Linked DNA regions of Mus musculus: regions 2 and 3 are each linked to region 1. The links are chromatin contacts, called in public HiChIP or PLAC-seq maps. All regions are on one chromosome and are shown on one strand. The core of a region is the stretch at or near the end of the contact, and the rest is flanking DNA. Distances in the headings are between cores, read along the strand shown. Region 1 overlaps Syn2 (synapsin II). Region 2 holds the start of Mkrn2 (makorin, ring finger protein, 2). Region 3 overlaps Raf1 (v-raf-leukemia viral oncogene 1).

The links. HiChIP or PLAC-seq counts read pairs in DNA pulled down with a chosen protein or histone mark.
Region 2: a contact with region 1 is called in a FOXA1 HiChIP or PLAC-seq map of pancreatic cancer cells. The contact joins the promoter of Mkrn2 here to the enhancer-like site in region 1. A contact is called at or near these places in 6 of 39 promoter capture datasets (the 3T3-L1 cell line, embryonic stem cells, hippocampal neurons and 2 more), 1 of 15 datasets of contacts at CTCF or cohesin (the NIH/3T3 cell line), 24 of 484 Hi-C or Micro-C datasets (the AML12 cell line, the C2C12 cell line, the G1E-ER4 cell line and 13 more), 8 of 115 datasets of contacts at active chromatin or transcription factors (DN3 thymocytes, astrocytes, embryonic hindbrain and 5 more) and 3 of 9 other capture datasets (adipose tissue, liver and macrophages).
Region 3: a contact with region 1 is called in an HNF4G HiChIP or PLAC-seq map of pancreatic cancer cells. The contact joins two enhancer-like sites. A contact is called at or near these places in 1 of 39 promoter capture datasets (cranial neural crest) and 1 of 115 datasets of contacts at active chromatin or transcription factors (pancreatic cancer cells).

The regions. Positions count from the first base shown.
Region 1 is chr6:115,220,132-115,223,746 of GRCm38.p6, forward strand. The region is part of intron 1 of Syn2 (synapsin II); the gene reads left to right. Among named protein-coding and RNA genes, the nearest start is that of Timp4, 30 kb to the right of the region's middle. Within about 2 kb of position 1,455, at least 43 of the 459 cell types and tissues checked have an H3K27ac peak or open chromatin away from gene starts, as enhancers often do. A contact at or near this core is called in the C2C12 cell line, the HL-1 cell line, cortical neurons and 1 more, where this site is marked.
Region 2 is chr6:115,600,237-115,603,470 of GRCm38.p6, forward strand. Mkrn2 (makorin, ring finger protein, 2) reads left to right here and starts at 1,702. Exons shown (of 8, transcript NM_023290.3): 1 at 1,702-1,777. The coding sequence starts at 1,752.
Region 3 is chr6:115,649,293-115,652,871 of GRCm38.p6, forward strand. All of the region lies in intron 1 of Raf1 (v-raf-leukemia viral oncogene 1), which reads right to left. Among named protein-coding and RNA genes, the nearest start is that of D830050J10Rik, 25 kb to the right of the region's middle. Within about 2 kb of position 1,874, at least 92 of the 459 cell types and tissues checked have an H3K27ac peak or open chromatin away from gene starts, as enhancers often do. A contact at or near this core is called in pancreatic cancer cells, where this site is marked.

The DNA.
Region 1 (3,615 bases), core at 205-2,704:
ATAAAGGAGTTGGCTGTCTCTACTAGCATGCATAAGTAAGCTTTTTAAAGCGATGGGCTCTTTTAGAAGTCATGTTTACTTGGAAATGTGTGTTCAAATATTAATGGGCATTGTTATGATCAATTATTTAAAGTATCAAATAAATGGAAAACTAGCATAAATATCTTAGAAAGTGAATATCTTAGAAAATTACTAGTAAGTTCTGAGACTTTCTAGTGGATGCCCATTAAAAGTTCCATTTGTTGATATTATTGTTGAATTTGTTTGTTTATTTGAGACACAGTTTCACTACATAGACCAGGCTAACCTTGAACCAAAAGAGTTTGTTCAGAGATGGTGAATGCCACTAGGCCTGGCTAAAGGTTTGGTTTTTGTTTTTCTAAGTAATGCTGTGTGTTGGAAGCATTGTGAAGTAAGTGAGTTCAGGGGTAGTGCTCCTTCCTCATCAGTTCTTACATGAAAATCGAGTAAGATGGATAAAGTGCTTAACTCAGAAACCAATGCTAAATATGTAGTAAAACACTATCCATTATTGACTTTATTGTACTTAAGATACTCTAGTGCCTGTGCATGGGTAAGGATTCCACTGTGCTTCTGCTAACATCATTTCCTTTTTAGTCCTTATGTTACAACTAGGTGAGACCTTTCCTTATCTGATGCCTGGTGGACAGTTGAGCCTTTAATAGGTGCCCAATCTAGTAGATCTTCTTTGAAAGAGTAAATGAATGAGAATTATCATATTTAAAGAGTTTATAGAATATGTTTCACTATAACAGTACTAAACAATCCTCTTCAAATAAATATGTTCGAAGACTAAAAGGGGTACGTCTTCAGGATTGGGTTGGTTCTTAGAACTTCTCTTCAGGGCTTGTTGAGTGTGAGGATTGTTTCGGATCATTAGCAGTGGCTAGAAGTAAAGACACATTGACAAAGAAGAGAGCCAGACCAGGCCCCGGCATGAATTTCCCATTATACCAACATTCCCACAAGATTCCCATGGTGCGATCTTGTCCACTTTTCTCCTCTAAGCTTCAGTTTCTCCATCCGTGACGATGAGAAGAAGGCACCTAAATATGGTCTCTCTTTCCTGTTGCTATACTCAAGTGCATCTGGGACACCATGGCACATGTCTTCCAGGACAGTGCCAGGTCTCCTTCCAGCCTGCCAGCATCAGTTGTGAAGACTGCATCTCCCCCCGAAGTGATGCCAGCTGGAAAATTGTGGAATGGAATGTGCCACCTGCGCTGGGATTTGGAAATCCAAAGCATTATTGCTTTGAGATATGAAAATGTTTCTGCTGAGCTATGCGAGTGAGTGGGCTGACAGTGCCAGCCACCGCAGCTTACACTTGGCCTGAGAAAGGAGGCTCGAGCCTCCTCTGCTAATGAGAGTAGAGCATGGGGAGAGAGAGCACCCTGCGTCTTTGCATTTGCTCTGTGAATCATGGCCTGGTGATTCAGCAGCCTAAGAAGCAACACACCCATGAAGCGACAGAAAGCCAGCGTCACTGCGCTCTGCAATGCTAGGCCTTTCCCGGTCCTTGTTTCACAAGTGCTCCAGAAAGTAATCAGGATCTCTGTTCGACTTTAGTGTCCGGTTTTGGGGAGAATTACCTTCTCGCTGTAAAGAGGGGTGGGAAGGAACGTGGTCAGCCTCTGTTAGGTTTTTCCTAACAGGATAGGAATTTAACACAGGGCAAGATGAGCAACAACCTGCCTTGTTGATGCTGTGTTGTTGTTGTTGTTGCTGTAATATTGTTTTAGGGTCATGTCGTTCACACTGTCTTCAGATTTGTGATTTTCTGGCCTCTGCCTCCTGATGCTGGGATGACAGGTGTGTGCTATTAGACTAGGATCTATTGTTAGATCTTGAAGTAGTCAAACATTTCCTTTCTGTGAGCCTGCTATTAGAAGTTAAAAAGCCCCTAGGCAGAATCTTCTCTTAGAAAGCTGAGAGGAGATGGTGTTCTTGTTATAATGAGAATAAAATTACAAGCCTTTCATTAACTGCTATGTTAATTTATACCTGAAATAGAACATTAGGGGCTAGGGATGTACCTCATGGCAGAGTGCTAGCCCAGCACATACAAGGCCCTAAGTTTGTTCCAAAGAAGCAACAAGCCCTGTCCCCATGTTCCAAAAAACAAAGAAACAAACAAGCAAATAAAAACCAATTAAGTTAGAATTCAGCCCTGTCATATGTTAGAGTAAGTGTTCATTATAAATGTTTATTTTTTACACTTGTTTGAGCTGAGCATAAGATAAATACAGCAATTCCCATAACAGCAAAGTTCTTGCTATAATGTTCTTTACCTGTGTCTTTTTATCTCTGTCTCTCTGTCTCTGTCTCTCTCTCTGTCTCTGTCTGTCTGTCTGTCTCTCTCTCTCTCTCTCACACACACACACATACACACACACACACAGTGGGAAACAGAATTGGCTCACATACATATGGAGATTAAAAAGGTCTCAGATTTGCAGTTGGCAATCTGGAGACACTGGTGCGCCAGTAGAAGTTTCAGCCTGTGTTTAGAAGCAACTTGGTGACAGTCTAACAGACACACACACAGAGAGACACACATACACACACACAGAGAGGGAGAGAGAGAGAGTTAGAAGACAATATGCTTTACTTAGTCTACTGATTCAAATGCTAATCTGATCTAAAACCACTTTCACGTGTTAAGAAATACTGTTTAAACAAATAACCGGGCACCTAGTACCCTACTCAAGTTGACACATGAAATCATCTGTCATAGGCATGAGTCACATAAAGTAGAAAGGAGTGAGGGTGAGCTGTTGAACAATGGGACTTGTAAGCTCTTTGAGAAACACATATCCTTCTCAGGAGGCTCATGATACGGCGGGAAGGAGGAGAACGTAGCCTGTCTTTATACTTCATAGGTTCTTCTTTTTCACACCCTTTATCCCCAGCCCCCAGTTTCGCCACTATCACCAGATAGGAGAGAAAGAAGGATAGTGGGGGGAGAGATCCATAAATCTAGCTTCTTTCCTATTGTTTCTTCTTTGAGCATGACTACTAACAACTGAGACCATCAACCAACAACCACATCTCTTAGGGCTCTAGCATTTATATACCCTCTGAAAAGTTCCCAGAATTTCAATTGTAACACAATCACAGAAACTATTTGCAGCTGGTAAAATCACACTTCTGCTAAAGCACGAGGCAAATTATGGTCCACTGCTTCGGACAGTCTGAAGCAGCCCCATGTCCCCACACCTGGGATTAAAATGAAAACACATTCTTATAATATTTCTGTATTTTTAAAGAAACCAAAATTCCAAAATTGTCACTACAGAGGTAAATATGTGGAAATTTAGCTAGTGACACTAGTTCATGTCTACTTAAAATGACAAGTGGATGGGTTTCATATTAGGCTTTATTTAAATAAAAAACTATTTCATGTGTATGGGTGTTTAGCCTGCCTGTATGTCTATGCACCATGAGCATGCAGTGTCAGAAGAGGTCAGAAAAAGGTGTCGGATCCTCTGGAACTGGGTCTACAGATGGTTGTGAGCTGCTATTAGGTGTTGAGGAACTAAGAGCAGCCTGTTCTCTTAGCCACCAGGCCATATCTCCAGGTCCTCATATTAG
Region 2 (3,234 bases), core at 452-2,951, 380 kb after region 1:
TTTTTTTTTTTTTTTGAGACAGGGTTTCTCTGTATAGCCCTGGCTGTCCTGGAACTCACTTTGTAGACCAGGCTAGCCTCGAACTCAGAAATCCACCTGCCTCTGCCTCCTGAGTGCTGGGATTAAAGGCGTGAGCCACCACGCCCGGCTCTGCATCTTTGTCTTAAGGCTGCTAGTGGGAGACTCACTTCCAGGCAGCTAGGATGAGGATCTTAATGCCCACACTCACACTAACACACCTACTCTAACAGGGCCACACCTTCAAATAGTGCCATTCTCTGGGCAAGCACATACAAACCATCACAGGCATGCACTACCACAATTGGCCGTGGGCACAGTCTTCTGCAGATCTTTTGTAGGTAGCCACAGCTACTGAGTGTTCCTAAGTCTAAAGCTATGTCATGTCGGGAGACAGCATTCCATGGCACTCTCCCAACCCTCCAGCTTTTACATTCTTTCTCCCCCTTCCATGATATTCTCAGAGCCTTGCTAGCAAGGTCAGGGTATTGGCACACATGTTCTATTTAGAGCTGAGCATTCAGAAGTCCTTACCTGTTTTTACAGTGTACCACCTCTATAAAATGAAAAGAATACCCATAATGTTTCCAGAGTACTATGCTGTTCATTTTTTCTTCTTCTTCTTTTTTAAATTTATTTATTATATGTAAGTACACTGTTGCTGTTTTCAGACACACCAGAAGAGGGCACCAGATCTCATGATCTCATTTCGGCTGGTTGTGAGCCACCATGTGGTTGCTGGGATTTGAACTCAGGATCTTCAGAAGAGCAGTCAGTGCTCTTAACCGTTGAGCCATCTCTCCAGCCCCCTGCTGTTCATTTCTATACAATGCCAACTCAACACAATAAACCAGGAGACACTTTTTCAAAGCTGATAACACAACTGTAGTTTGCAAAAATCCAAATTATATATATGTACATACTGCTTCAGTGTCTGCCTCCAGATTCCTGCCTTGAGTTATGTACGTATGTATGTATGTATGCATGTATGTATGTATGTATGTATGTACACAAAAAGATCAGTACGGGGAGAGGATATTTGGTGTGGATATAATCAAATACATTGTACACATGTATGAAATTATCCAAAAATAAATAAATAAATAAAAATTCTTACTAGAGGATGGCTCAGTGGTTAGGAGCACTGGCTGTTTAGTTGGGGACCAGGGTTCAGTTCCCAGCACCGACATGGTAACTCACAATCGTCTGCAACTCCAGTTTCAGGTGATCTAACTCCCTCTTCTGGCTTGCACCAGCACTGCATTCCACTTGGTGTACAGCCACACATGCAGGCAAAAACACTCATATCATAAAATAAAGATAAATAGTAAAATTACTTTTATCATCATTAACATCATCAATCATCATCATCATCATCTTAAAAGACTGCCTTGAGAGATGGGGGCCGAACCCTAGAAGTAAGGGCCTCGCAGATGATTGGTAAATTCAGTATACTAGACATGCTCAGACCCTTAGCCTCAGAAAGTTGGGATCCGGACTACTAAGGAGTAGGGACCTTCCGGCTCCAGGCCCTGGCGGAACCCATTGTGATGGTGGTTAGGTTTCCGGGCGGCACCTTAGAAGTAGCGCACGAACGAGGGTGGCGCGCGCAGGAGTGACGCGACTCCGCGGGGGGCGGGGCGGGGCGGGGAAGGGCGGGGCGGGGCCGGGCTGGGCCACGGCGCTGGCGGCTCTGAGGTTTCAGTGCGACTCCAGCCCGTGGCCCCGCCGCCATGAGCACCAAGCAGGTCACCTGCAGGTGAGTGCGCGGCCCCTCTGGGCCTTGGGCGCTGCGGGGCAGCCAGGGAGGGAGGCGAGGGGCCGAGGCGGGCGGTGGCGGGGGGCGGACAGCGCGGATAACGCGCAGGAAGGCCGCATAGAGGCTAGAGCGGCAAGAGCTGCTGCAACCGCGACTTGCAGAGAGTGAGCGAGGGCGATTGCGGGGAAACACGGGCAGGTCGCATTTCTTATCCAGCATCACCACTGAGCCTCCGAAGAGTCCCATTTCGAGATGCAGGAAACCGAGGCCACCAGAGGTAAAGCGACACCCATTTAGGAACAGAAAGGCGGCTTGTTAGACGAAGTGGAAAGCAGAAAACTATTCCGTGACTACTATTTTGAAACAAAAATAGTTGGGTTGAGTAGCAACGTACTAACTTGGTGACGAGCTTGTGGCTGTCATTGGGGTCTAGTCCTGTGAGTTTGCATGCTCAGGAGGTGCAGCTTGGGAAGTAAGGCTTGTGAGAATCCCGACTGTGGAAACCCAAATTTCAAAAGGCTCCAAAATCCAATACTCTTAAGATACCTAAATAGAAGGCGGGCGGTGGTGGCGCACGCCTTTAATCCCAGCACTGGGAGGCAGAGGCAGGTGGATCTCAGTTAGTTGAAGCCAGCCTGGTCTATAGAGGGAGTCCAGGACAGCAAAGGCTACACAGAGAACTTTTTCAGGGTATGTGTATAAGCATATGTGAAATGATGAATTCTGTGTTTAGACTCTTGTACTATCCCCAAGACCTTATGTACATGAAAATACTGTAAAGTACAAAAAAAATTAAAGACTCTCCTGAGCCCAAGCTTTTTGGATTAAAGGAGCCTCGGCTTATACAGACTTTAGTTGGTTTCAGTAAATTAAGAAATTGAGATGTAGTTTGGATATGTGGTAAGCATTTAATGACCTTGTTATTTCTCATTAGTGCAGACTCCTAGAACTAATACCTTTATGAAGAGTTCTGTTCGACTTAAGATATTAAGGGTTGAACCATGTACCAAGGTCCCAGGTGGTTTATGTTAAGTAGTAATCAGAAAACTGCAGTTTGTGTATGTCTGTGTGTGTCTGTGTGTATGCATATGCTAGTTTTGTGTTAACTTGACAAAGTTGACATGAGACATCATCATTTGGGAAGAGGGAACCTCTTGGTTGATAACTGATGTGGGAGGACCCAGCTCACTGTGGGTGGTGCCACCTCTGGGCTAGTGGTCCTGGGTGCAGTAAGAAAGGCTGAGCAAGCCAAGAGGGTCAAGCCAGTCAACAGCACTCTCCTTGCTTCTGCATTAGCTCCTGCCTGGAGTCCTGCACTGGCCTCCCATAGTGATGGAGTAAGACACTTAAGTAGAAGATACCTACAAGTCTAAGCTCTCCTCCCAAAGTCGCTTTAGGTCCTGGTGATTTATCACAGCAATGGGAACTTTTCGGCAGTCCTGTAACAGTGCTTGCAG
Region 3 (3,579 bases), core at 624-3,123, 430 kb after region 1:
ATGTGCCAGACATAGGAACCCCTAATGACCTGAGTCTAGAAACATCAAACTCCCACTAGCAATGTTTACATACACAAATGTTTTTCTTTTCTTTTCTTCTAAGGAAAAGAAGAAACAGCAGATAACCCACAATTAAGTTCCCATGCACCTATGGTCCTGCTGACAGGACACAGCACAGCACAGCTCACCTCAAAGGAATGAGAGAGAATTTATTCTAAGCCAAAAATGAGTGGCAGCAGCCTAGGAACGAGGACTTATGTGGCCTCAAATGACAAGCCTCATCATAGAAGTGGCTACAAGGGAAAGAAGTCATATGTCAACGTACTAACTGAGTTCACCAGCAGGAACAGAGCAAGAGGATGCAAGGGGAGCGGGGCGTTCTACTCCAGGCTCCAGATCCACCCAAGCCACAGTGAGACTGGGGATGGGTGGAACCTAAAGGTCTGTTCAGAGGACAGTTCAGAGGTTTTGCTTGATATCCAAGTGTTTGACCAAATAGATGCTTGGACAATGAATGACTATTAAGAGGACTAAAGGTAGCCCAAGATAATTCACTCAGAACATTCTAACTCTCCACAATTAAAGAAGTTCTAATTCAGTCTTCTAGAAACCTTCTACACAGATATGCTTTTTGTTTTACTTTTGTTTTCTGGGAACTTAGCCCCGTAAGCTTATTATCTTCCCCATGGAGGAAGCAGTAAGGCTTGTGCTGGGTTCTGAGAACTTCCTGGTGGCTGAACATGACTGACATAATCCAACAGGGCAGCACTTCACAAAACACAGGACACATCCCTCCTGGATGACTTTAAGGAATATGGGGCAAGGCACTGACTACAACCAATGACCCTAACAGGGGTTTGAGGGGGAGAAAGCCTCAGCTGGTGCTAGAAGGGCTTTGTTTGCATTTCTCTAATACTTCCTAATTTCTATCTAGCTCAAAGCCCTGGAGAAACCAGATAGTTAACTAAAGTAACACTGCTGACTTCCTTTTACCAAAATAGTATAGAAAGTATAATATTATATGCAACTCTCCTAGGAGCTCTGCTTAATCTCCACATTCTTACAAGTTCTTATATAACACTGCTGTTCCTTGATTTGAGGTAAAATAATAAATATAAATAGTGAACCAGAGCCAACGAAGTGGCTCTCTTGGGTAAAAGCACTTGTCATTCAAGCCTGAGTTCAATATCCAGAAGCCATAGTGCAAAGTGACACATGACTCTTATTAAGTTGTCCTCTGTTCTCCACATTTGAACCATAGCAAGCACATATGCAGTCACATGCCATAAACACACAATAATCATAAATAAATAAAAATGTAAAAGGTAGGGAGGGCCAGAGAGATGCTGGGCGTGTAGACGGCTTGACATCAACCCTGTCCTGAGTTTGATCACCTCTACTCACACGGTGGACGATAAGAACCAGCATCAAGCTGCCCTCTGATCTCCACATGTGCCCCATGGCACAAACACACACTCACACTCATGCATGCACAAAATGAAGGAATACATGTTGGGTGCAATGCAGTACATTTTAAGTACAGCAGCTCACTGCTCTTCTGTTAGGTGAGAAAGGCAAAGGCCTTTAGTGGAACACTATGCTAGCAGAAAAGATGTCCTTTACATAATATGACCTTGTACTTAACAGTTCCTAGAGCCCAGGGAGGCTAAAAGATGGCACTGGAGCCCCTGGAACTGGAGTTACTGATAATTGAGTTGTGAGCTGCCACAAGAGGACTGGGACCACACCCCAGTCCTTTGCAAGACCAGCCAGTACACTTAACCTCTCAACCTCTGAGCCAGAACTCCAGCCCCACCCCAGGCTTTTAAACAAACCTAATCACCATAAAATTCTAGACCTGACCTAAAGTCTGTCAGTTCACTTCCACTCTCCTGTACCTCCAGCAGTCTCTTGCTAAACAAAGCCTGTCCTCTGTCATCTCTCCTGCCTCAAAGCAAACATCAAGGGTCATTTCAAAAGCTGCGTGGCTTCCCCTGCCCACCCTGTTTTCCTAGACAGGGGACCTCATTGTAGCCCAGCCTAGCCTCTCTAGCCTCCACCTCCTAAGTTCAGGGATCACACAAGTGTACCAGCACAGCTGACTGTTCACAAGCAGTCTACAGAGTTCTCTTTCAGCAAAGTGAGATGCACAACCTACACTTCCCTTTAAAGGAACACTTATGTTCATTTAACAGCCATCTCCCTCACACTCTAGCCCCAACCTTGAAAAATTACAGCAGAATCAAAGCTGGAACTTGATCTTAAATGGAGACACTGGGCATGGGGTTCTTAAAACTGAAAACAGAAAAAAAAATTTTTTAATTAAATTAAATTAAAAAAACTGAAAACAGACAAACTCATGAGCATGTTGGGCCATGCGTATCAATACACAGGTCACTGTTAAAGGGGCAATAATCTCCACATTCATCTAGGGGTTTCAATCAATCCCTATTTATGGTTTCAATCCTGTGATAAAATATCATGACCAAAAAAAACTTGGGGAGAAAAGGGTTTATTTCATTTTACAGCTGTATTCCATCATCCAGAGAAGTCAAGGTAGGAACTTGAGACAGAAACCTGAGGCAGGAACAAAAAAAGCTGAGGCCATAAAAAGAGTGCTATTTGCTGGCTTGCTCCTCCTGGCTTGCTTTCTTATACTCCCAGGACCACCCACAGTGGACTGGGCTCCCCCATAATCAGTTACTGATTAAGAAAATGACCCACAGGTAGACCAATGTTATGGAAGCATTTTTCAACTGTGGCCCCCTCTTCTCAAATTATTCTAGCTTGTGTCAAGGTGACAAAAAATTTTTTTAATTTTTTTTAAAAATCAAACATTTTTGTAGAAGATGACAAGCTGATCCTAAAACTCATATGGAAACACAAATGACACAGAGAAGCCAAAACAGTCTCAACTTTTGGTTCGGGTTTTTTGTCATTGTTGTTTTGACTCAGGATCTAGACTATAGACTAGACTGGAATTTTTAGATTAACACAAGCTAACCTTGAACCACCTGTAACTCCAGAGGAACCCAGAATCCTCTTCTGGCCTGAGAGCATTTGTATTCATGTGGTACACAGAAACACACACACATACTCATAGAATAATAAATCTTTAAAAGTGGTTAACTTTTAAAAAGTTATTTTATTTATCTTTAATTTATATGTGTATATATATATATATCCTTATTATATATATAATTAAAGATAAATATCACATATGTGATATATATAAATATATATATGGGTGATATAGATATAGATATATGTATTGGTGTTTTGTCTGAATGTATGTCTGTGCATCATGTACATGCCTGGTGCCTATAGAGGCCAGAAGAGGACATCAAATCTCCTGGAACTGGAGTTACAGGTGGCTATATGTCAGCCAGTGTGAGTACTGGGAACCAAACCCAGGTCCTCTAGAAGAGCAGCCAACGTTCTTAATTGCTGAGCCCTCTCTACAGCCATAACCTCTTTTTTTAAGACAAGGTCTCGCTATGTAACCCTGGCTGGCCTGTAACTTGCAATGTAGGAGACCAGGCGGGCTGCCTGCCTCCACCTGCCAAGTGCTGGGTGGGA